7 separate regions of the Mus musculus genome follow, and regions 2, 3, 4, 5, 6 and 7 are each linked to region 1. A link is a contact called in public promoter capture Hi-C data. All regions are on one chromosome and are shown on one strand. Each heading gives the region's core, a stretch centred on a gene start, on an enhancer-like site or on the middle of the called end of the contact. The rest is flanking DNA. Distances are from core to core; before and after follow the strand shown. Region 1 holds the start of Rdh12 (retinol dehydrogenase 12). Region 2 holds the start of Ccdc177 (coiled-coil domain containing 177). Region 3 holds the start of Slc39a9 (solute carrier family 39 (zinc transporter), member 9). Region 4 has its middle 6.6 kb from the start of Gm23817. Region 5 holds the start of Exd2 (exonuclease 3'-5' domain containing 2). Region 6 overlaps Dcaf5 (DDB1 and CUL4 associated factor 5). Region 7 overlaps Dcaf5 (DDB1 and CUL4 associated factor 5).

Region 1 (3,440 bases), core at 596-3,095:
AAGAGGGAGGCCTTTAACTTGGAGTTATAAATAAGACTTTATCATCGTTAGAAATTAATTTGCATGGACCACTTTTTGGTTGGGCAAGGTAGTGGCCAGCTCATAGACAAGAATTGAAAGGTCATGTGTCCAGAAGCTAAAAATAGTCACCTGAGCAAGCAGAGAAAATGCTCCTGAGCCAGGGCCAATGGAGACATTCCTTGTCAGATAAAAACGCTATCAGTCTAATCTCTAGACTTCCACGGGTCAGCTTCCTCCTCTGACCCACATTGGAATCACATGGGTGATACACATTAGAGGACTCAATGGTCCTGAGCCCTATGGCTCCAATAGTTACTATAGGAACTAGCAGATAGCATCTGGGTTGACACATTAACTACTTCCCTCTCAGTTGTCTTTTTTGTTTAGAGAGAGAGCATCCTGAGTGACTTTCTGGCACTTTATTATGGATTTTATTTAGGCCATTGGCACACAGAGAAAGCTTTCTTGTTGAAAACAAGACCAGAGAGTCTAGAATACTTCCTGAACATCACTGGATGGCAGACACTGAGCTAGACACTTTCTATACACTGTCTTTTCTTGATATTTTCTACATGCACTGTCTAGCCTAGGCTAGACTTTCTACACCCAATATTTAGACTAGGCTAGACACTTTTCTACACTCATGAGGTCTATCCCAGGCTTGATTTTCTATACATTTTCTGTCTAGGTTTAAACACTTTCTGCACCCAGTCTACCTCCATGCTAAATAGTTTCTGCACTCACTATCTTTCCACATTTTCCATACATATTATCTTTCCATATGCCATTTATATTAATTTCCCCTGCCATTTCAGTATTACTTCTATATTACAAAAACAAACACACACAAGCAAACAAAAAAAACCTCTGAAGCCCAAAGATGTTTAAGTCATTTCTAAGGGTGGCCGGGACCAAGTATGACACTTTGACACTCTGTCCTCAGTATGCCTATCTAACCTTCCTTTGGGGTGGGGGTGGGGTCAGGTCAGGGGGCAAAGGTTCAAGACAGGGTCTCTCTGTATAGCCCTGGCTGCCCTGGAACTCGCTCTGTAGATCAGTCTGTCCTCTAATTCAGAGTTCTTTCTGCTTCTGCTTCCTGAGTGCTCGGATTAAAGGCACGTACAACCACACCTGGCTCCTAACCTTTCTAATCATCAACAAAATTTAAAGCCCCCACATAGAATAGCCATTTCTTGGCACCTCCACAAATCCCCAGTGAATCATTTCCAAAACACTTCTTGAGAGAAGTATCAAGGGAAGAGAGTTTGCTTCCTTTCCAGAGTGCCTAAGACTTGACAAGGAGTCCCTTAACGATGAAGTCCCCATGACACTCACCTCATCTAGGGACAGAAAAGAAAAGGAAAGTGTCAGAGAAACCTAAAGGAATCAGAGGAAAGTGCCACAGGACTCATCTACTCCGCCTTCCTCCTTCCTCGGCATCCGAATTCAAATCAGCCCCACCTCCTCCCACCCAGGTGCTTCCTTCTCGTTTTCTGCAGAGGCATCCAGAACCCCTCCTTTCCTGTTTTTAATGTACTAATCTCGCCTCCGCCACCTTCCCTCCTTCTTCTTTTAGAAGTCAAAACCATCTTCGTAAAGTATCTTTGAGTTGCTGGATTAAAACAAACCTGATGGATGGAGCTGTCAGATACAAGATGGAGAGGAAGGACGTAAGCAGTACCAAGATAAACAGCATCTTGTCAACTTTCTTAGTTGCTGCTTCCCACCCTCAACCTAGCCCGAGGATCCTTCTCTGGCTCCAATTCCTGGCAGCTTCTGTTGGTTCTTGGTTCCTCTCACTCTGGGACACTCAGCAACTGGCTGGCTTAAGCAATGCCCAGAATCTTACTTAAATCCGAGAGCCGCCAGAGCACAGCCTCCTGGGAGTTGTAGTCCTAGAGGGGTGGGGCTTAAGGAAAGATTAGGGCTTCACCTTATATTGGCAGTGAGAATTTGGCAATACTGGAGTTCCTCCTCAACACGCTATTTTCAAGATAGAATATGTTACACATTATCAGCAGGCTTCAAAAAAGCCAGGCATAGTGACAACGTCTTATAATCAACGTATTTGGCAGGCTGAAGCAGATGATCACTTGAGTCTGTAGTTCAAGACTGGCCTAAACAACATAATAAACTGTGTCAAAACAAAACCAAACCAAAAAAAACAAAACAAAGAAAAAAGCAAGCATGCGAACAAACAAAAAAAAAATCCTCCAAGTCCTAATGATGCTTGAAATATGTGTGATTAAAAATGGAAGAGAGATAGTAAGAAGGATGGCTAAGTAGGTCAAAGCACTTTCCATGTGAGCTTGTTGGTATGTGTCCAATCCCCAGGATCCATGTAGAAGTCAGATGTGGCAGCTCAGGCCAGAAGAGTGGCTGCCGTCTGTAACCACAGTAGTCCTACTTCAAAATGGAAACTGGAGCTCAAAGGCCAGGTAGCCTCGAGGAAGTGGAACTGCAGGATCAAGAGGTAGGTACGCACAAACCTTGCTTCGAAGACAAAGTAAAAGGAGTGACCTGACTTTTGAAAACTTGTTCTCTAATCTCCATATGCATGTCCCTACAAACCCCAAAGTAAATTAACAGGGCAGGGAAAGTGGCTCAGCAGGTATCAGCAATAGCAAACAGGCACAGTGACCTGAGTTTGGTTCCCAGGTCCCACAGCCAACTCTCCAAGTGACACTGTGACCTCCACACATGCTGAAGCCTGTGCATTCCTGCACTCTCATGTATATATAACCAATTAAATAAGTAAAAGTTAAAAATAAATAAATGGAAGAAATAGGGAGTGGCTGAAGGTCCTGTGGGGCTGGCAATGTGCTGGTCTTTGATCTTCGTGCTAGTACACAGGTGTGCTTACTGTGAACAATCACTGAGTTGGGCGCTTTTGATTTGGGCATTTTGTGTGTGTTCTTTACATTACACTTCAGTGAAGTTGACACACCCAACGACATGTCAAGCAAGAGTAGAGTGTTTAAGTATTCTCGAGCTAGACTCAAATTCCTGACTCAAATCCCAGCTCAGCATCCTTCAAGCTTCAAGGTCCTGGGCAAGTTATTGAGTCTTTCTGCTGCCTCAGTTTACTTGATTATCCAATGGGAGTGATTATCAGTTGCAAGTCTCCACATGGCCACTCGGGCCACTCACCTCAGATGATTCTCAGGTCAGGTGGACTCAGGGGAGGACACAGCAGTGGGACAGCAGCTTTGTAAAACAGAGATGAGGGGCTACTCTCTGATTTGACCTTTGGTGGTGGTTTGTCAAGTGGAGTCACACAGCTGTGGCCGATGTCACCATGGTCTAGAACATTCTGTAAGAACAGAGCCTACAGAATAAGAGCAAGTGTGAAAACTGTAAATGCCTCTTCCTCTTCTTCCACTCCTCCGCTTCCCCCTCTTTTCATCTTCCAATGACAT
Region 2 (3,440 bases), core at 519-3,018, 1.6 Mb before region 1:
GCTGGCCTCGAACTCAGAAATCTGCCTGCCTCTACCTCCCCAGTGCTGGGATTAAAGGCGTGCGCTACCACACCTGGCTAATAAATAAATCTTGAAAGAAAGAAAGGAAGAAAGAAAGAAAGGAAGAAAGAGAGAGAGAGAAAGCGGAAGTCAGGGCAGGAACTCAAGGTAAGAAGACGAGAGGCTGCTGCTTACTGGCTTGCTCCTGAACGCTTACTCAGCCTGCTTTCTTACACACTCCAGAATCACCAGAGGTGAAACCACCCACAATGGGCAGGCACCCCCTCATCAATCGCTAATTAAGAAAATGCAAGTCTTGCCTTCAGAGTAGTCTGGGGGTGCATTTTCTCAGTTGAGGTCACCTCTTCTTAAATGACTCTAGCATGTGTCAAGTGGACAGAAAACTAGCCATCACAGGGACCTTACATAGATGGTGACATCCTCGATCTAGTTCCAGTCCAGACCTCTAGTATGACTTAACCAGCCACCTGTTGGATGGTCCTACTCTAATGACGGAGAGGGGCAACTGCCCATAACTGGCATTCCATACCAGCTAATCTTCCCTCCTGGATCCACGCTTTCCGTGTCTGTCTGTCTGTCTGTCTGTCTGTCTGTCTGTCTCAGCATCCCACTGCTCCAGGCAGCCATCCTTGATCCCTCACTTCACACACTAGAGCCAAGCTTTGAGTGTGGTTCCTTCCACTGTATTTACAAACCCCCACCTTCCTCCTTTCCTACCACCGCTCCCTTTCTGGTTCCAACATTCCCTGTGCTGGGTACCTGCAGTGCCTCCCCAACTGCTTCCTTAGTCTCTTGGGCCTTGCCCTGTTGTTGCTAGAGTTATGTTCCTAAAAAGTCTATCTGCGGCATTATTTCCTTGTTCAAAACCTTCCCTTTCCAAAACAAAACAAAACAAAACAAAACAAAACAAAACAAAAACTTTACTTTCCCCTCATGGTTTCCTTTGTTTGCTTGTTTAGTTTCTCTGTGTAGCCCTGGCTGTCCTGGAACTCTGTAGCTCAGGCTGGTCTTGAACTCACAGAGCTCCACCTGCCTCTGCCTCCTGAGTGCTGGGATCAAAGGCGGGCATCACCACCAACCAGCCCTTCGGATTCTTTAGCATCATAGTTCACCACACTCTCTAATGCTACACCTCCCCCCCCCCCCCATTCCTTGGAGGATTCTAATCTGGGATGTCTTTGGCCACTACCACTCACGATGGAAGGGTAGGATGAGGTGTCATCAAAAAGCACTCATTACATGGCATCGATCAGGATCAGTCTCATCGTATGAAACTAGCGACTCGGAAGCAGCATCCGCTGGTCACTTGTGTTCTGCCGCCTGAACCCGTGTGTTTTTGTCGACTGTTTTTAGTTATTTAGGTGAGCAAACAAGGTAATGGCAATTTCATAATGTGGCATCATTCTTTGTTCTCATTCGTTCTCCCATCTTAGCTTTCCTTAAATAAATAAAAATCACTATTTGGACCAGGTGCCCTCTTTCTACCCAATTACTTGCTGACTTGTTGGTCTGCTTAAGATCCCTTTGAGAAATATACTGATTCCTTCATTGTACCCGCCTAAGGTGCCCAAAGACTAGATTTCTGGTGATAACTGCTATGTCCACATCTCTCTGTATTACGTATGTATGCATGCATTCATTTATATGCATACATGTGTAGTTACTGTATTTTTAATTGCTTTGTCGTCCTCTAAGCAAAGAAATGAATACCCTTAAGTGGCCACCAGGAGGCGCCAGGAGCAGCGAGAGACCTGCGGTACCTTGGCGGTAGAGGTGGAGATGGATGCAGAGGCGAGGGAAGAACCCAGCTTCCTTTTTTAAGAATCAGTTGTGAGCAAGGGAGCAGAGCTACGTTATTTTAGGGAGACTTTGTCGCACTCCCCCTCCCCCGGGTAGGTAGCGTCTGGGATGTGTGCTCCCAGTTCGTAGTCTCCCATGGAGAGACGCTGGCTGCTGCAGCCGGCAGTAACCCGACCCCGCCGGCGCAGGGACTGAAGAGGCGCCGGGGAGAGCAGCGAGAGGCGAACAAAAGCCCTCGGCAAGGGGGCCGGAGCCCGGACCTGGGGTAAGTGAACCCGCTCGGAGACCTAGCAGCTCCCAGAATGGAGCGGCAGGGTTTACGGCGCTCTAAGAGCCCACTCCCCTGAGATGCGGTGCGGAAACTGGTGAGCATCAGCGGCTGATGTCTGAGTCCACCATACTGGGGTTGATGGTACCTTTAACTACACATTCGGCCTTGGAGATCGGGTGCATCTGGGAGGATTCAGGTGCCTTGTGCATCTTGAGCAAACACCGGGTGGGGGCTGGAGGAAGAGGAAGGCAGAGAGCTCCCAGCAAGCCCCGCTGGAGAGGCTGGAGAAAGAATCCATCACTCCACTCGGAGAAGCCTTTGGAGACTCTTTTCAGCCCTTCCATCTCCCGGGGGCCCTGCGCTCCGGGTCCTTTTGGTAGAGAGAAATCAACCATAAACTTCTTCCTAGGCAACTGGGGCCCTCGCAGCAATGCACTTTGGCATGCACAGGCCCCTTCCCCTTTTGTGTTCTTGCAAAGCTGCATCCCAGCAGCCCGCCTAAGCTACAAACAAATAGCTAATCCTCCGGGGAATCCTCCAGCGCCTCCCTCGCTGGCTGCAGCCTTCCTTGCACTTCAATCTTTGCAGGAAGGGGATGCAGCTAGTGGGCCTCACGCCAATGTGGTCTCCTGAAAGGCCCTGCATTCTAGGTCTGAGGGAGACTGAGGCTGCTGTCTAAGGCCCAGCGTCCCCCCACCGCAACTGCCCAGCCTGAGTTTTTGGGGCATCAGTTTTAGGATTTACGTTCCATCAGGCCCCTGAGCCTAATCTGAAATCGGATTAAGTTGGGAGGGGTAAATATGGCTGAGGAGGGAGGAACAGCTCACAGATCCTCTATGTCCCCCCGCCCCTCTGTCATCTCAGGGACTCCAACAAAGAACGAGGTTCAGCTATGGTGGACCCGGTGCCAGAAGAGGAGAAAGAGGGAGCGGAGCCCGGTGGCTCTGAAGGGGATGAGGCCACAGCGTCCGAGCCCCCCGATGCCCAGGGAGCCCAGCAGCCGGCTGCCTCCTCGGCCTCCGCCTCCGCGGCGGCGCCCCGTAAGGCTGAAGTCCCCTGCGGGGCAGAAGGTGGACGTCGGGAGCAGTCTCCGTTGCTGCACCTCGATCTCTTCAATTTCGCCTGCCCCGAGGCAGAGGGCAGCCGCTACGTCCTGACCAGCCCCCGCTCTCTGGAGGCCTGCGCCCGATGCGCGGTCAAGCCCGTGGAGCTGCTGCCTCGGGCCCTGGCCGACCTGGTGCGCGAGGCCCCGGGCCGCTCCATGCGCGTGGCCACCGGCCTGTACGAGGCCTACGAGGCGGAGCGCCTGGCCAAACTGCAGCAGTGCCGCGCCGAGCGCGAGCGCATC
Region 3 (3,440 bases), core at 589-3,088, 1.4 Mb before region 1:
TCCAAAGGGCACAGGTGAAAAAGGAAATAGAAAAGGACCACACGCAAGCCAAGGTGACGCCTTCCTTCTCTCTGGCTAAAGGCCCTATTTCCCCTCCCCGCCCAGACTCACCACCCTTTCCACCATAGGCTTTCTCCACCTTCATCAATGCCTTCCCTTCAGAGTCTCTTTGAGGCCTACCTCATGCCTCATCTTTCCTCTGGGGAAGTTAGTCCTTTCAGGAATAGAACAACTGAGGCAAGGGTTTACTCTACTACTGATCTTGGGGATGAAACTATGGAATTCTCTTGCATGCAGTAGTTTTTTTCTCCTTAAACCTTTGAGCACTGTGTACCTAGGACACTCTGATGATCTAAAGAACAGACGAGAATATCTTTTCTCTCCCCCCCCCATAACCTCTGCTTAGTGGATGACAACCTAACAAATAACCCAAAGTGCATCCTGCATTGCAGACTAGGTTTGGCCTCAAACTCAAGAGATCTATCGCCTCTGCCTCCCCAGAGCTGGGATTAAAGGCGTGCAAAAAGTTTATCTCTAAACAAAGAGATTTGAAAATAATCTCAGAATATCCATTCCAGCCCTTGGCTTCTTTGAAAGGAAATGATAATAACAACCTACTGTAGCTTTTTTCTCTCACACTGATTGTAGTGCTGACATCCTAAGCTTTTCTCCAAAAACATTCATGATTTTTCTCAGAAATTGTTATACTGATTTCACCTCAGTGAAATAGTAAGTCTCCATTTGGTTTTATCTGATATCTTGATTTCTTGAAACCTCCAGGAATCATCAGAAATGTAACTGTGGTTCCTGTCTCTTGAAAAATGCAGAGCCCCAACTTTTGGTGGTCGTGGGGGTATATAATTTTCAGAGGATTCTGAACACTCCAGGTTCTCCAGTGTATCATCTATCTACCATTCTTGGTTAAGATGTATACGGTTGAACACAAGCTTTGTTTCTACTGTGAAATGTTACATCTTTTCCTTAATGAGACCTTAGAGCTGAGAAACAGCTTCTTTGCAAATATAGCTAGGTCTAGCATCATCCTAACGCTTGGCAGACAATGGAGAACGTCTTACCTCTGAGAAATTAACAGCCAAAGGAATGATTCCGGCCACGTAACATCCCACCAACATTGCCACAGACAGCAGACTAATGGAGAGAAAGTCATCCATTCTGCCCTCCCGTAGTCACCCTCTACCACCAGGCTTTAAGATTCCAGCAGTTTCGAAAGGCGCTTAGGCTGTTTAAACGCGTGGTCTTCCAAGCAAACGGGAATTTGCCCACTTCTTTCAGCCTTGCCACCAGCCGGGGTGTTCTCGAAGCACGCCACTCTCTTAAGAAGCAAGCTCCTTCTGCTGACTCTAGCACCAGAGAAAACTTCGCGCAATCTTAGGTACTCGGTTGCCAGCCACTGAGATTCCGGTCGGTCACAGATGGAGAAATTGTGCTGAAAGAGACCTCAATCGTCGGAATGAGAGTGTCACGACGACCCGCTCCTAGACAAGGCCCCTGGTAGCAGTAGGAAAGAGGGGTAAAGCCAAGTGTCTTCTTCGCACGCTGTACCTGTTCCTAGGGGTGGCACCGCAGGTGATACGCCCCCAGGGAAGGGACCAGCCCACCAGTCCCAGCAAACTACCTTCCGAGTCTAGAGTCGGGCAAGATGTCCTGCAAGTCTCTCACTTGGGTCGGAGGATTCAACAGCAAAGTCGACACGATGCTGTCTCTGCCCTACACCCGGTGCTACCCATGGTACTTCCCTCAGCCAGGCCCTGACCCTGAGTCGCCAATACTACAGCTGCCATGGCCGCCAAGTGGCACCTCTTCATTACTCCCACTTCCGGATTGTCTCACAGCCTCCTCTTTAGCAGGGCACTTCCGGGTTACAACCGACCTATCGGCCAGGTCCTTATATTGCCGCCATTTTTTTAGAAAGGCTTAAAAAAAAGACGACTGGTGTCGCTGTTGTATTCCCCATCACTTTAGCCGCCTGTCAGTTAATTAGAGTACAGAAGGCAGAATCCCGAAACGAACTCTTCTTCCTAAAGCGGAGAAAGAGTCTCTTACCCATCCCGGCGCCCTTAACCAAGATGGCTGAAACAGCGTCAGTATCCACTCTAGAAACCAGAAACGTGTGTCTCTCTATGGTCTGAAAGATTCCTTTTGCGTCGCGCTTTCGACGACTTCCGGCGGCGGCTCTCGCGGGATTGGCTGTTGGCGGCGTTGCGGCTGAGCTCGTGTGCGGCAGCAGAGGTGTTAGCGGCGGCTGCAGCAAGAGCGTTTGGCGCGATGGTGAGTCCTTAGCGGTTGCCGGGGTCCCCAACTTAGAGGGCCACCCCTGCTCGGTACATCTTCCCATCCTTCCCGCCCCTGCCCTTCTAGCGCGAGCGAGGGAGCTGCTCCCCGCCCCCTTCCCCCCGGCTCGCGGGTGGACCCTTCCCCTTCCCGGCGCTGAGCCGCGGGGCCTGCCCGTAGGCCCCGGACCTGATCCTCCTCCCTGCGGCTGCGCGCCTCCCGCCTGATGGTGGGGGGCGAGGTATGCGGTGGGCAGACGATGCCCTCCCTGCCGATCGCTGCCTGGAAGAGGGAGGTGTGGGGTGCCGTTCATTTCTCATCAGATGCACTAGCCGACTGTAGGAACAATGGCCGGGGAACGTGTTAGACGTTTCCTGAAACTGACACACCCGTCACCTTACGGTTCTCCGTAGGTCGGCCTTAGGGGGTCGGATTGGCTTTACAGTGTGCTGCCTCAGCCTGCCCCCTAACCCCCGAACTTCAAAAAAGAAAGTATTTTTCCTTTTTCAGTATCCTTAGTTGCCCTGTTTTGCCAATTTTGTCAGCCTTCGATCTTGTTCTTTCTTATATTCTCCTGGGAGTGGAGCCTGAAAAGAGACTCCAGGGTCCTGGTCCCAAAATCCGGCAGGGAAGGTTTTTGTTTTATTTGTTAAGTTGTGTGTCTGTGCTTGCACGTGAGTACAGGAGCCCTCAGAGGCCAGAAGAGGGAATGAGATCCCCTGGGTCTGGAGTTAGAACAGGCGGTTGTGAGCGGAGGATGTGGGTGCTAGGAACCAAACTCATGCCTTCTGTAAGAGTAGCACGTGCTCTTAACCACTGAGCCATCAACACTCTGGTTGTTGTTTTGCTTTTGGGGATCTTCCTTTTCGGTGTGTGGTGATTTGCCTGCATGTCTTGTGTGCCACTTGCATGCAGTGCCTGCGACAGACAGAAGAGGGCGTCCGATCCCCAGGATTGGAATTACCTGTGATGGTAAGCGACCGTGCGAGTGCAGGGAATTGAAAACCAGTCCCTTGGAAGAGCAGCTCGTGGGCTTAACCACTGAGCCATGTCTCCAGTACTTATGCCCTCTTATTTTTAAGTAAACAAAAGGGAAATATTTGGAGCAGGTGTGTTTATAGTTTTCAAATATTATTTCAAGTTATTCC
Region 4 (3,440 bases), core at 687-3,186, 1.4 Mb before region 1:
TTAGTGATGCTATGATACCTAGCCTCAAGCCTCTTGATGTGCCTCCCTGGTCTTCTCTGTTCTGGGCAGGACACGATCACACAGGGGACCCTAGCGAATGCCTGTTGAGGAGACAGGGGATTTATTGATATGACAGTTGATAGTGAAAAATGTCATCCTAACTTTAAACCATTCCTAACAGAGAGCCACCAGTCTCCAGGGTGTCTGTGGTCACTGGTGATTTGCAAAAGTGGGTTTTTGTCTGAGACTAGCAATTGATTTTAGCATCCCATAGGTCCCAAGGATAGAGCAAGGGAGGCTGAAGACTGGGATGTTTCTCCTGTAGACCAGCTGACATCACCCCCCACCTTGAAAGCAGTCTGAGCCCATAGCCATCATCCCTGAAGAGCCCACCCAAAGCAGCTCTCCCTGCTTCCTCGAGGTGGCAGTCAGCAGCTGTTCACACCTGAGAGCAGGGTAGGAGGCTTCATTTCTCACTTTCTCCTTTGGTCCCCAGTCCCCCGCCCTTGGTTCTTACACATCCTCCTGTTTAGCCCCTAATGACTGTGCCAGTGCCTTGGCTCAGACCTTCATAGTCCCCAACAACTCATTTCCCAGCTGGCCACCCTTCAAGGTATCCCTGTGTCCTCTAGTCAGTCACCATCCTCTTGTCACAAATGACCAAACCCCAAACAAGGAAAGGGGCTCCTTTGACTAATGTAGCCAAACTTGTGCCTGAGCGTGGGTGGGGCTGAGGGCCCAGTGGAACCAGGGACTCTAGCCTTTTCACAAAAAGGTTCCCATTTCCCTGAAGCGGCAGTTCACTCTTCCCACAGATCAGCTTCTTCCTCTTGATGAGGAACATGACTGTCCATAGGGTCATCTGATTGTACCATTTGTGTGTGTGTACCTATGTGAATGTTCATGTGTGCATGTACAAGATGCACATGTGAACATGTATGCCTGGAAGCCAGAGGTAGACACTGGATGCCTTTCTCAAGCACTCTCTATTTTTAAATTTTATTTGTTTGTTTATTTATTTATTTACTTACTTATTTTTGAGACAGTGTCTACTATATAGCTTGGGATGTCCTGGAACTCACTATATAAACCAGGATGGCCTTCAACTCACAGAAATCTGCCTGTCTCTGCCTCCTGAGTGCTAGGATTAAAGGATTGTGCCACTGCTCCCAGCTCTGTTTATTTATTCAAAATGTCCTTATTTATTATATATGATGGGAGGGCACTTGTAATTTGGAGGAGTCTGTTCTCCTATCACGAAGGGCCTGAGGATTGAACTCAGGTCATCAAGCTTGGCAGCAGTCGTCTTTACATGGTGAGCCTACGCTATTTTTGAGACAGGGTCTCTCATTGTACCTGGAGCTCAGCAATTCAGGTAGGCTGGCCACCAAACTACAGAGATCATCGCAGCTCCACATCCCTCCCCCAGAATTCTGCACATCACCACTCCTGGCTTTTTAGTGAGTGGTGGGATCTGAACTGAGGTCTTGATGTTTGCACAGCAAGCACTTTACAAACTGAACCATCTCTCCAGCCCAATTCTCCCAACTGGCCATGGTTGGTTGACACCTGTGATGGCAATGGAGAGGTAGAAAATGGAAGGCTCTGAGCTTGGTGCCAACCTGGGCTACCAGTAAGAGACAAAGCAACATTATCACTTTTAAAGATTCATTCAAGCCAGCATGTCTGTGCATGCCTTTAACTCCAACTCTTGAAAGGCAGAGGCAGGTGAGTCTCTGAGTTCAAGGGCTGTCTGGTCTACACACCAAGTTCTGGGACAACCAGAACACACAAAAAAAGGGAGGAGTGAGAGGTAAGAGACCTAAGTGGAGGCCCAGAAACATAAGTTTAAACAAAGAACCATTCCCCAGGGTGAAACCCATCTGGCCAGCTGCAGCTGCTAGGAGTCACCAGTCCTGCTGCATTCTTTTCTACACTCAGGAGATACTGTTTCCTAGCAACCCTCCCACCCAAATGGCCAGGCCAGAACTGTTTGTGGCCTTGGTACCTAAAACAAATCAATCATTTTAAAAGTCAACTTCCCCGTAAACTTTGTACCCAATCATTTAATGTCAAGGCTGAGCAATCCCCAACTCCACCCCTGTTTGCATTGTTTTCCTTTAAAAACCCCTTTCCCTAGACTTCCCTAGACCTCAGGGTGGCTCTCCTATGCTGTTGCATCCGGATAGTTTGTGGCCCAAGCTTTCTCGAGCTTGAATAAAGACTCACGTGCTTGCATTGGAGTTGTGGTTCCTGGTGGTCTCTTTGGGGTTTTTGCAATCTGAGCTCAACAGAGGGAAGTTTGTTTTAAAGACTAGTCAGGTAAAAACAAACAAACAAACAAACAAACAAAAACCTCCTAAGGAAATGTTCTGATTGGCTCACTTCGGGTCACATGGCCTATGAAAGGTGGCTTCATTTTGTCCTAGTTTTAGCTGTTTTGTGTCCTTACCCTACCCAGTCCCTCAGAGCCCATCCTGCTGAACAGAGCATCCTCATGCAGCCACACCCCACTCCCGGAAGTCTATTGTTTTACAACCTAAGACAACTTGTTTAATGAAATGATCTGAAACTTTGGAGACCTGCTGTGATATAGTTGTGGTTTAGGGCTTTATAAACTTCTCTCACTTTGAGGGTCGGTGGAGAGTCCTTTCTGGTATGAGCCTGCTCTCTGACACTGAGAACTAAAAGACTCTTCACTGACTGTCATTTTCCAGTGGGCACATCTGTGTGATGGGCATTCCCTAATACGACCTCCTTAAGGATCCTCATTAAATGGTGGCACACCCTGTGTAAACCCTAATAAGGGTGGATCTGCTAATAAAGTTCTCCTAATAAATAAAGGACATCAGAAGTCATGGAGCCTTCCTCTAGTATTAGGAGTATTAGGAAAGCAATGGCTTCCACCTAAGTGTTCTCTCTCTTATATTGTTTACTCTGGGGCTCCAAGCTGCCATGTTGCAAGACGGCCCTTACGCAGAGGGCCCATGTGAGCAAGCATAGACCCAGATCAACAGCTGGAACTTGAGCACTCAGGGGTTCCTCTGAGGTCACATCAGGTCACTGAGATTTGAAAGAGGAAAAAAAGCCAGCAGGTGGAGTGGTATCTGCTGTGTGAGGGTCCTAACTGTAGTTAAGGAGGGTGCCACCTGGAGTCGGAAAGATCAGCAGAGCAATGGAAGAGAGAGAGTAGCCCAGGATGAGGTTGGGACAGGAGGGGTGTGAACTGAGCACTGTAGAGATCCAATAGGGATGGGATGCGATGCATTCTACCCTGGCACTTATCCTGCCAAGCCTTACATGAATAACTCACCTGGAAAGAGGTGCCCTGGTGGCTCCTATACCTAGGACAGTAGGCATCAAAAGCCAACTCCTGCCCGAGGAGTCGGCCCCACCCCTCCAAGCCACCTCCCTAGTTATGCAGCCCCATCATTCTGCTT
Region 5 (3,440 bases), core at 562-3,061, 1.3 Mb before region 1:
CTGGATACTGCCATGCTCCTACCTTGATGATAATGGACTTAACCTCTGAACCTGTAAGCCAGCCCCAATCAAATGTTGTTTTTATAAGACTTGCCTTGGTCATGGTGTCTGTTCACAGCAGTAAAACCCTAACTAAGACAGTGACAAACCTCGAACACTCAGCTCTAAATGTGGTGCCTCCCATCAAACCCTTCCCCTCAGGGCTTAGGGACCCCACACCCCAAAGAGGAGGTGGAAAGAGTGTAAGAGCCACAGGGGATGAAGGACACTAAAAAACAAGACCCTCTACATGAACTCAACAAAGCTCATAGGAACTCATGAGAGGCTGGGGCTTCATGCCCAGGGCCCACGCAGGAGTTCAACAGGTCCTCCACTAAGTTACAGCTTCCAGTTTAGTGTTTTTATGGGATCCCTGAGGATTCAAACAAGCAGGTCTCTGACTCGTATGTCTTCTCTTGGTGTCTTTGCTGTTTGTCTTGTCCAATTTTGATTTGATGGTTTTATTTAGCTTATATTTTATTTTGTTCGATTTTATTATAACCCCTTAGAAGCCTGTTTGTTTTCTAATTGAGACAGAAAGGGAGTGGATTCGGATGGGAAGGGAGGTGGGGAGGAACTGGAAGGGGTGGAGGAAGTGGATACCACAGTCGGAATATATTATGTGAAGAGAAAAAGATGTATTTTCAACAAAATAATTCAACAGCACCAGCTACTTTTCCAGAGGACGCAAATTCAGCTCCTAGCACACTCCCTCCCACCAGGCAGCTCACAGGCGGCTGCAACTCCGGCTCCAAATAACGCACACACATAAACAAAAATAAATCTTGACTTAATCCCAGCACTTGGCAGAGGCCAACAGATCCCTGAGTTCCAGGCCAGAAAGGGCTACATAGCGAGAGACCCTCCCCCTCCCCACTACTCCAGTTCTTTAAAAAAGAAAAAAAAAAAAAGAAAAAAAGAAAAAAAAGTTACTAAAAACAAAACAGTTCTGTGTTTCTAAGGAATGGTTACATAAGGGAATTTGCGTCCAATCGTGTACCAAAGCTTATAAATACTTGAGTTGTCTGAATTTTGGTGAACAGCTGTCCATTTTTAATAAATAAGATTTAAAGTTCTAGTTTGATCTGCCCCGCCAAAAAAAAAAAGCCAAAGCCAAAGGTGAAAAGCCAAAGCCAGAGGTGGTGCCCAGCAAATCGACGGGCGGCGAGCGATGTGGCCCCGCAGGTCCCGGGTGGGGCGGGTCCCCCGAAGCCCGGAGGAACCCCGGCGGGGGCTGCTTTTTAACTGACGAGGTCAGAAAGCCTTGAAGGGTTGGTGGATGCTCCTGACGAGGAGACGGGCGGATGGAAAGGGGCGGCCCGGGAAGGCTTGGGGACCAATGGCGGGACGAGTCCTCCCCGAACCTGAGGGCTCAACCGCCCACACCGAGAGTGAGGGGCCAAGAGGCCGCGCCTCAGGGCGGGGAGAGGGGCAGTGCCAACAACGCCTGGGCACCTCTGCAGCCCAACAGTCGCCCACGCGCAAAGTGGTCCCTTCAGCATCACCACCCTCTCGAGCCGCGCTGGAAACCCCTCTGCCTGCCACACAACCCCAGAGAGGACTTTGCCAACCCGAGCTTCCCTTACCTGCGGCCTCCAGCCTCGACCGAACACCTGCGGCACCCCACGCTGACAAGCTGGAACCCCCGCGGCGGTCTGGGCGCACCCACCCGGATGCATAAAAGCCGTAGCCACTTCCGGCCCAGTGGCTGGCCAGGAGGATACAACCCCCGTGGTGTGTGCCTATGGGCCGCGCCATTTTGTACGGAAGCCGCTAGGGCAGCATTTCCTCCCCAGGTTCTCGGTTAAAGGATGGGGAAGGAGGGTTATAATTGCGAAGACTTAATGTCTTCAGAAAAGTGGTGTTTTCTGAGATGCCGCTTCGTCTTTTGGTTTTGGCTTTGAAGGAAGAAGCCTATTGAACTTTCGCTCACAAATGCAACACAGGACATTTTTTCTCTTTTACCCAGGGTAGCGTTTCTCCACTACATTAATTTTCTTATTTTTTTTCCATTTTTTTATTAGGTATTTAGCTCATTTACATTTCCAATGCTATACCAAAAGTCCCCCATACCCACCCACCCCCATTAATTTTCTTATATTCGAGCGGGAAAATAAGGAAACTGTTTACAGAATGTGCTCTTCATTCGCGTTATATATTATAGCCATTAATCTCTCTCTCTCTCTCTCTCTCTCTCTCTCTCTCTCTCTCTCTCTCTCTCTCTCTCTCTCTCTCTCTCTCTCCCTCTCTCTCTCTCTCTCTCTCTCTCTCTCTCTCTCTCTCTCTCTCTCCCCTCTCCCCATCTCCCTCTCTCTCCCTCCCTCTCCCTCTCTCCCTCTCCCCTCTCGTACATGTCTGAAGATGCCAGAAGAGGGCGTTGAGCCCCTGGAAAAGATTTATAGAGCCGGCGTGGATTTCTGAGTTCGAGGCCAGCCTGGTCTACAGAGTGAGTTCCAGAACAGCCAGAGCTACACAGAGAAACCCTGTCTCAAAAAACCAAAAAAAAAAAAAAGAAAGAAAGAAAAGAAAAGGAAAAAAAATTATAGAAAGTGTTGAGCTATTGTGTGGGGGCTGTTAATTGAACCTGGGTCCTCCAGAAGAGCAACCAGTGCTCTTTACTGTTGTCATCTCTCCTGGTCCCTATATCCTCATAACAACCACAATATTGTCTATATATGAAACCATTCATTCAGGATTGATTTTTTTTTTAAGGGGGTTAAAGCAGGGTGTTGTGTAGCACAATCTGGCTCTCAACTCTCAAAATGTGAGCAAAGGTGACCTTAGATTCCTGATCTTCCAGCTTCCATCTCCCAAGTGTTAGGATTACAGGCAGGCTTGGGCCACCACACCCCGTTTATGCAGTGGTGGGGATCTAGACCTCAGGCTACAATGATAAATTTGAGGTAAGCCTGGGTTACACGAAACGCTATCTCAAAAAGGAAGGAGTTTTGTTTTGTTTATAAATTTTCATCTTTTTCTGTCCACTCAAGAAGCTTAGAGGCTGGTTGGAAACATCCACAGTAGCACTTGAGCACACACACATACAATGTGAGAAGTGAGAGGACATCTTTTGAAGATACAGAAATTTGAGGGAAATGCCCATAATAATTTTAGAACTCTATAAAATCCTCTCAGACATGGTGCTATTCTCACACATCACACAAAGGGATAAGTCACTGAACAACCCACAGGTTAAATATGAATTCTCTTTGTTTTGGAGGAAATCACTAAGGGATTGAGGTGAAGATGACAAGGAGACAAGAAACTCTAAGACTTTATACAAAGTAAGTGGTACATGCCTATAATCCCAACACTTTATATAAAGTAAATGGCACATGCCTATAACCCCAGAACTTGGGAGGGGGAAGCCTGAAGATCAGAAGTTCAAGGCCATTGGCCAT
Region 6 (3,440 bases), core at 251-2,750, 1.2 Mb before region 1:
ATGCTCTTAACCACTAAGCCAGCATTTTAGATCTGAAGTAAAGAAACATTACCGTATCCTGACTATGAAGACAAACTGTTTTTAAGTCTTTTCTTAGTCCGGGCAGTGGTGGCGTGTACCTTTAATCCCAGCACTTGGGAGGCAGAGGCAGAGGCAGGTGGATTTCTGAGTTTGAGGCCAGCCTGGTCTACAGAGTGAGTTCCTGGACAGCCAAACAGCCAAGGCTACACAGAGAAACCTTGTCTCAGGGGGCTTGGGGAGGCGGTGGGAAGAAAGCCTTTTCTCTTGGCAAAATAGATCATTCCTTATTCTCACTATAAATGGCCAGCTGCATAAACTCCTGCTGAGATGTATCCATCCATTCTTCTGGAAGGAATCACATTTTGTTCTCTACGATGTACTCCTAACTACATCAGGTTCTTGTGCACTCTCCTTGGTTGAAAGATTAATCTTCTTACCCAGAAATGCAGGAAGAAGAAAAGTTACTGGAGCCACACTCCTGCACTCTAACCAAATTATAAATGCCAGGTCAAGGATCTTGGGTGGGGATAGAATAGACCCGTGGGCCAGTGATGGGCAGGCTCCTCTTCAGGCCTGACTGGAATGGACAGAGAGGATAACTATTAACTGATGAGAAGGGAGTTTAGCAGAGGCCCCTGCTTCCTGTCAGGGACTTGAGCTGATGTCAACCCTGCTGCTGTGCTGTGCTGTGCTGTGCTGTGCTGTGCTGTGCTGTGCTGTGCTGTACTGTGCTGCGCTGTGCTCTTGTGCTGTGCTGTGCTGTGCTCTTGTGCTGTGCTGCGCTGTGCTCTTGTGCTGTGCTGCGCTGTGCTCTTGTGCTGTGCTGCGCTGTGCTCTTGTGCTGTGCTGGGCTGGGCTGGGCTGGGCTGGGCTGCGCTGCGCTGCGCTGCGCTGTGCTGCTCTGTGCTCTTGTGCTGTGCTGTGCTGTGCTGCGCTGTGCTCTTGTGCTGTGCTGTGCTGCGCTGCGCTGTGCTGCGCTGCGCTGCGTTGTGCTGTGCTGTGCTCTTGTGCTGTGCTGTGCTGTGTGTGCTGTGCTCTTGTGCTGTGCTGGGCTGTGCTGTGCTGTGCTGCGCTGCGCTGGCTGTGCTCTTGTGCTGTGCTGTGCTGTGTGTGCTGTGCTGGGCTGTGCTGTGCTGCGCTGCGCTGTGCTGGCTGTGCTCTTGTTCTGTGCTGTGCTGTGCTGTGCTGTGCTGTGCTGTGCTTGGCTGTGCTCTTGTGCTGGGCTGTGCTGTTCTGGGCTGTTCTGGGCTGGGCTGTGCTGTTCTGGGCTGTGCTGGGCTGTGCTGGGCTCTGCTGGGCTCTGCTGGGCTCTGCTGGGCTGGCTGTGCTGGCCAAGTTTGTTTCTGTTGAGTCTTGTTCCACCCCTCACCCACCCTCAGTTCCACAGATTCTGGCTGAGTTGCAAGCTCCATGCTGACTGTAGATTGAAAGCCTTTCATTGTTTTTGAACTCAGTGTTTAGATAGCACCGCATGCCTGTGGTGGCCAGGGCTCCCTATAAAGGAAATGCCTGGGCTCCAGCTGCCCAGTCCTTTCATTCTCTGTGTATGAGTGAGTGAGTGTGGCTTGTATTCAAGACATTATAAGATCATTTATTTCTTTGCTGGGTTTATCATTTGGGGACTTGGGATTCTAGACTCCTCCTTGGTACTTGGAGTTCTGGGGATGGTTTTTGTCTTTGCTGTCTTCCATCCATTCCACCCAGGAGGATGGCACGATGTTTTATCCAAACCTTGTTTCTGCACACAGCCGCAGTACCACAGCATTCCTCCCTTGGTGAGAAGATTGCTTTGGGAGGGTAAAGTAGGCATGGCTGCGGCTGGTGTTGGCAGGTTGTGTTTATGACCATGCCAGGTTGGCAGCTGCTCCTGCATGAACGTTTTCAGGGCCATTCTTCCTGTAGGTCATCTTCAGGCAAGTCAGGACCTCATCAGCAAAAGAAGTCATTTAGAAGCATACTGTATGTCTTAGTTAGGCTTTTACTGCCATGAACAGACACCATGACCAAGGCCACTCTTATAAGGACAGTATTTAATTGGGGCTGGCTTACAGGTTCAGAGGTTCAGTCCACTATCATCAATGCGGGTGCATGGCAGCATCCAGGCAGGCATGGTGCAGGAGGAGCTGAGAGTTCTACATCTTCATCTGAAGACTGCTAGTGGGAGACTGGCTTCCAGGCAGCTAGGATGAGGATCTTAAACCCACAGTGACACATGACTCCCAACAAAGCCACACCTACTCCAACAGGGCTACACATTCTAATACTGCCATTCCCTGGGTAGAGCATATGCAAACATCACACTTCATGACTTTAAAAATGTTATAAACATTATGAAACTACAGAAAAAATAATGCAATAAGAACATATAACCGCTTAGTAAAGCTATACAAATGATACTCACATAGCCTGACTTCAGTGAATCAGAGATATAAAAGAGAACATGGTTGTGGCATGGGTAACCACCCCTCTGTGAGATAAGGCCCAGGTAATCAAGAATTCTGTTGAGGGACTGGGGAGACGGCTCAGTTATGAGCACTTGGAAGGGCTGGAGAGATGGCTCAGAGGTTAAGAGCTGTTGCAAACTTGGGCTTGAGATTCCCAGCATCTCTCTGGTGGCTGTCATTAACCCCAGTTCCAAGAGATCCAGTGCCCTCTTCTGGCCACCAGACTTATGCATGGTGCACAGACATATACATAGACATTCACATATACACATAAAACACACACTACACTATAGCATAATAAGTGAACCAGAATATACTGTATGTCTTAGTTAGGCTTTTACTGCCATGAACAGACACCATGACCAAAGCCACTCTTATAAGGACAGTATTTAATTGGGGCTGGCTTACAGGTTCAGAGGTTCAGTCCACTATCATCAATGCAGGTGCATGGCAGCATCCAGGCAGGCATGGTGCAGGAGGAGCTGAGAGTTCTACATCTTCATCTGAAGACTGCTAGTGGGAGACTGGCTTCCAGGGACGCTAGATAAATGAGAGTACATGAATAAATTTAAGATATTTCAAAGCTGAATATACACTTGGGAACTGAAAAGCTGGAAGCAAGCGCTGGTGAGATGGCTCAGTAGGTAAGGGCATTGCTTCCAAGCCTGACAACCCGAGTTGGATCTCTGGAACACTAATGGTGGGAGGAGAGAACTAAATCCCATAAACTGCCCTCTGATCTCCACACGTGCACCATGGTGCATGCCCCTCATCTTACAAATGAATAATTTAAAAATAAACCACCTTTGTTTTAAATTAAAAGGAAACAGGTATACTCTTCCTATTGCATTTGGGGATGTGCCTACATTGAAGTCTTTATTTAGGCTACTTATTTGGTTGGCCCATATATAATATGAATTTTTTTTTCTTTTATTTGTTTGGTTATTTGTTGTTTTGGTTTGTTTGTTTTGGAAA
Region 7 (3,440 bases), core at 476-2,975, 1.2 Mb before region 1:
AGGAGGGCTTCTCTGAGGATGGGCAGGTGTGTTTCTTGATGTTTGATAACCCCAGACATCAAATAGCCATTTCTGTATCTGCTCCAGCTATATTCTGACTAAGGCCTATAGTTTTCCATACATTTGGAACATTTAAGTTTTCAACCTAATTTTGAAAAGGTTTATTCATCATATTGAATTGTGTTTTGCCTTCATATTTATCTGGTCTGTGCACCACATGTGTGTTTAATGGTCATGGAAATCAGAAGAGGGCACCAGAGGTCCAGGAACTGGAGTTACAGATGGCTGTGAGTCTTGTAGGTGCTGGGATCAAATTTGGGTCCTCTGCAAGAGCAACAGTACTCTTAACTGTTGGGCAATCTCTCCAGCCCCTCAAATCTCATTTTTAAAATAATGGCATCCTCACCTATTTAATGTTGCCTACTGCTATCCTCACCTATTTAATGTTACCTACTGCCACAAAAATTTATTTGAGGGCAGCTCAATTTAGCTGTCTGCAGTGGGTGATACATGGATGGCATCAAACTGGAACATGGCCATCAGAAACATAGCAGAGGACTTTGCCTTGTGTGACACACATGTCTAGTGCTCTGAGCTGAGGCATTTTTGGCTTTGTGTGTTGTTGAGTGAATAACATCACTACCAAACTCTAAACGAGGTGTGGGTGTGGTGTGTTCAGGTGCTGTGGTCTAGTTGCTAAATAAGTTATAAGCACTTCCCTTGTGGAATTTGGAAGTGTGGAGAAGCAGCTCCTCCTCAAGCACAGCCAGATGTGGCAACAGTCAGCCAGATGTGGCAACAGTCAGCCAGATGTGGCAACAGTCAGCCAGATGTGGCAACAGTCAGCCAGATGTGGCAAGCAGAACAGACTCTGTTGAAGTTTATTCTGGCTCAGGCTTCCTACCTCCACAGATCACACCTTCATGTTTAATTGTATATTTTACCTGACTTGCAGTGTTTTTGATTGTTAAGCCACTATAATGTTTAGAAACAGTAGAAAGTAGATTTCCCTTTCCCTTTCAGGAATGCTTCTCTGCCATATTTTCACATTGGTATAAAGAAAAATGGGGACTAGCAACAGAATGGGAGGATTTTTTTAATTAGATTTGTTGGTTTTTTTTGTTTTGTTTTGTTTTGGTTGGTTGGGTTTTGGTTGTTGTTTGTTTTGGTTTTGGGGTATCCCCCTAAGTCCCTTGTGTACTGCCTTAGGCTTGAGCCTCTTAGTCTGCCATGGCTACAATACCAGAATAACACAAACTGAATTAAAAGATAGATTGTGGCGCATGCTTTTAATCCCAGCATTGGGGCGTGGGGGTGGGCAATGTTCAATGCCAGCCTGGTCTACATAGCAAGTTCAAGACAGCCAGGGCTATGTAAAGAGACCCTATTCCAAAATAAATAAATAAACAGAAAACCCGTAAATGTAGTCCCTCATATCTCTGAAAGCTAAAAGGTCAAAGAGCCACCCATAGATTGTGCTTCTCTCTCTGACTTGAAGAGATGGTCTTCTTCCTTGGTCCCCATTTCCTCTATGCAATACACCCCTGATAATTTTCCTCTTATAAGATAGCTCTCACATCCCCTTTGAGCTATTCTTCAGAGATGGATTCTTTTATAGTTCCTCGAAGAACTGAGGTTGGCTATCATTTCTTTCTCTCTGAGTCTGTCCTGTCAGTTAATCCAACTAGGGGATTCCAAAGATGTAGTCAGACTGGGCCAAGGAAGTGTGCTATGGTGGTGAAACAGAAAGCACACCCTGGGCCAGGGGCACAACTTTAATTTCCAGTACTGGGAGGCAAAGGCAGGTGGATCCCTGTGAATTCCAGATCAAACAGAATTAAATTATGAGACCCTATCTTAAAAATAAATAATGAGGAAGTACGTCAAGTGTCAGGTAAGCTGTTAGAGGCCACAGACCCCACATCTACTACAGTTATACTTGAGCTGGCCAGAAGCCATCATTTCTACACTGGGTTTCTCTGTTTGCAAGGGCAGGGTCATATGGTTTCCCTCTTGTTGGTCTCAGGAGCTGGTAGTTGAGGGCTTTGCTCTCTCTGTATGTCTTCCAGCATTACATCATGTCACAGAAAGTCATTTCCTTTCATCATCATCTTGGTCTGCATGTAACGAAAGTACGTTTCGCAGTTATTTTTAGTAAGCCTGCCTCTCTCGGGAGTCTAGCCTTGCCACCAGTACTCTGAGACCCCCCACGTTCTCTCTCATGTGTGAGCTTCCCTCTTCTGGCCAGCTGCCTCCTTTTTCTCTACTTCTACTATTCTTATAATTAAATTATTTTTATTAAAGTAATTTTAATTGTGTAATTTTTAAATCAAATAATTATTTAGAACTTAAGACAAGACAGCCTTCTCTACTTCACCCTATGACAGCTTACAGCTTATTATTTGTTCATTTAGTTGTTTAATTTCTTTTGTTATGTTTTGGAGGAGGGTTGGGTTTTGTTTTGTTTTTTAAAACAAGAGTTTCTCTGTGTAGCCCTAGCTGTCTTGGAACTGGATGTGTAGACCAGACTAGCCTCAAATTCAGAGATCTGGGATTAAAGGCATGTGCCACCACTGCTCAGTTTATTGGTTTAGTTTTAGACAGGATATTACTGTCTGCTTTCTAGCCTGCTAGTACTGGCTGGCCTAGAACTTGCTATTTATCTTAAGTCTTTTACACAGAAGCTATTTGATGGACAGTTAAAATACTACTATAACTGCCAGCAAAGTGGCTCAGCTGACAATGGCCTAAGGCCTGATTTTAATCCCCAGATCACATAGGATAATAGGAGACAGATTTGTCTTCTGACCCCTCTACCCAGAGTGTTGTGAGAAGAGTGAGCCCATACCCATTCACACACATACACACATTGAGTAAGCTCACACCCATTTATACACACACACACTCACACACATAAGAGTAAGCCCACATGGGCTGGAGAGATGGCTCAGCTCTTCCAGAGGTCCTGAGTTCAATTCCCAGCAACCACATGGTGGCTTACAACCATCTGTAATGGGGATCCGATGCCCTCTTCTGGTGTGTCTGAAGATAGCAACAGTGAACTCACATAACATGAAATAAATAAATAAAATCTTTAAAAAAAAAAAAAAAGCCCACACCCGTTCACACACACATATGCTGACACAAGTAAGTCCACACCCATTCACACACACACATATATACATACTCACATGAGAATAAGCCCACCCATATTCATATTCTCTCTCGTGCGCTTTCTCTCTCTCTCACACACACACACCAAAACAAAAGAATTTAAAAATCTGCCTGTAAAAACCACGCAGCAGACTGGAGCTATGGTTCTCCCAGATCTCCAGATTCTCCTTTAATTCCACCTACAGCTTATGTCCCCATAGTGAAACCTGTTCAGGTCACCATCAGTTAGCACCCTGGCCTCAGCTTACTTGGGGTGAGCAGCTCTT

The links. Promoter capture Hi-C pulls out the DNA fragments that hold promoters and counts their contacts. Capture Hi-C pulls out chosen DNA fragments and counts their contacts.
Region 2: a contact with region 1 is called in a promoter capture Hi-C map of liver, with 4 times the contacts expected there. The contact joins the promoter of Ccdc177 here to the promoter of Rdh12 in region 1. A contact is called at or near these places in 5 of 39 promoter capture datasets (the C10 cell line, frontonasal cranial neural crest, hippocampal neurons and 1 more) and 1 of 9 other capture datasets (liver).
Region 3: a contact with region 1 is called in a promoter capture Hi-C map of adipose tissue, with 3 times the contacts expected there. The contact joins the promoter of Slc39a9 here to the promoter of Rdh12 in region 1. A contact is called at or near these places in 8 of 39 promoter capture datasets (the 3T3-L1 cell line, 3T3-L1-derived adipocytes, cranial neural crest and 3 more), 1 of 115 datasets of contacts at active chromatin or transcription factors (embryonic limb bud) and 2 of 9 other capture datasets (adipose tissue and liver).
Region 4: a contact with region 1 is called in a promoter capture Hi-C map of liver, with 5 times the contacts expected there. The contact joins the enhancer-like site here to the promoter of Rdh12 in region 1. A contact is called at or near these places in 8 of 39 promoter capture datasets (the 3T3-L1 cell line, cranial neural crest, frontonasal cranial neural crest and 4 more).
Region 5: a contact with region 1 is called in a promoter capture Hi-C map of second pharyngeal arch cranial neural crest. The contact joins the promoter of Exd2 here to the promoter of Rdh12 in region 1. A contact is called at or near these places in 10 of 39 promoter capture datasets (the C10 cell line, the HPC-7 cell line, cranial neural crest and 6 more) and 2 of 9 other capture datasets (liver and macrophages).
Region 6: a promoter capture Hi-C map of pre-B cells shows a contact between it and region 1, with 4 times the contacts expected there. The contact joins the enhancer-like site here to the promoter of Rdh12 in region 1. A contact is called at or near these places in 10 of 39 promoter capture datasets (the 3T3-L1 cell line, the C10 cell line, the HPC-7 cell line and 5 more) and 1 of 115 datasets of contacts at active chromatin or transcription factors (large pre-B cells).
Region 7: a contact with region 1 is called in a promoter capture Hi-C map of liver, with 3 times the contacts expected there. The contact joins the enhancer-like site here to the promoter of Rdh12 in region 1. A contact is called at or near these places in 4 of 39 promoter capture datasets (cranial neural crest, hippocampal neurons, liver and 1 more), 1 of 115 datasets of contacts at active chromatin or transcription factors (large pre-B cells) and 2 of 9 other capture datasets (macrophages and pancreatic islet).

The regions. Positions count from the first base shown.
Region 1 is chr12:79,207,318-79,210,757 of GRCm38.p6, reverse strand. Rdh12 (retinol dehydrogenase 12) reads right to left here and starts at 1,845. Exons shown (of 7, transcript NM_030017.4): 1 at 1,650-1,845. The coding sequence starts at 1,717.
Region 2 is chr12:80,759,043-80,762,482 of GRCm38.p6, reverse strand. It overlaps Ccdc177 (coiled-coil domain containing 177), which reads left to right and starts at 1,768. Exons shown (of 2, transcript NM_001008423.2): 1 at 1,768-2,086; 2 at 2,957-3,440. The coding sequence starts at 2,985.
Region 3 is chr12:80,642,613-80,646,052 of GRCm38.p6, reverse strand. It overlaps Slc39a9 (solute carrier family 39 (zinc transporter), member 9), which reads right to left and starts at 1,838. Exons shown (of 7, transcript NM_026244.2): 1 at 1,077-1,838. The coding sequence starts at 1,172. Erh (ERH mRNA splicing and mitosis factor) reads left to right here and starts at 1,942. Exons shown (of 4, transcript NM_007951.4): 1 at 1,942-2,289. The coding sequence starts at 2,287.
Region 4 is chr12:80,614,582-80,618,021 of GRCm38.p6, reverse strand. No RefSeq gene overlaps it. Among named protein-coding and RNA genes, the nearest start is that of Gm23817, 6.6 kb to the left of the region's middle. Within about 2 kb of position 1,936, at least 28 of the 459 cell types and tissues checked have an H3K27ac peak or open chromatin away from gene starts, as enhancers often do.
Region 5 is chr12:80,461,466-80,464,905 of GRCm38.p6, reverse strand. Exd2 (exonuclease 3'-5' domain containing 2) reads right to left here and starts at 1,811. Exons shown (of 9, transcript NM_133798.3): 1 at 1,626-1,811.
Region 6 is chr12:80,377,986-80,381,425 of GRCm38.p6, reverse strand. The region is part of intron 5 of Dcaf5 (DDB1 and CUL4 associated factor 5); the gene reads left to right. Among named protein-coding and RNA genes, the nearest start is that of Mir1843a, 12 kb to the left of the region's middle. Within about 2 kb of position 1,500, at least 137 of the 459 cell types and tissues checked have an H3K27ac peak or open chromatin away from gene starts, as enhancers often do.
Region 7 is chr12:80,359,181-80,362,620 of GRCm38.p6, reverse strand. The region is part of intron 7 of Dcaf5 (DDB1 and CUL4 associated factor 5); the gene reads left to right. Among named protein-coding and RNA genes, the nearest start is that of Mir1843a, 31 kb to the left of the region's middle. Within about 2 kb of position 1,725, at least 37 of the 459 cell types and tissues checked have an H3K27ac peak or open chromatin away from gene starts, as enhancers often do.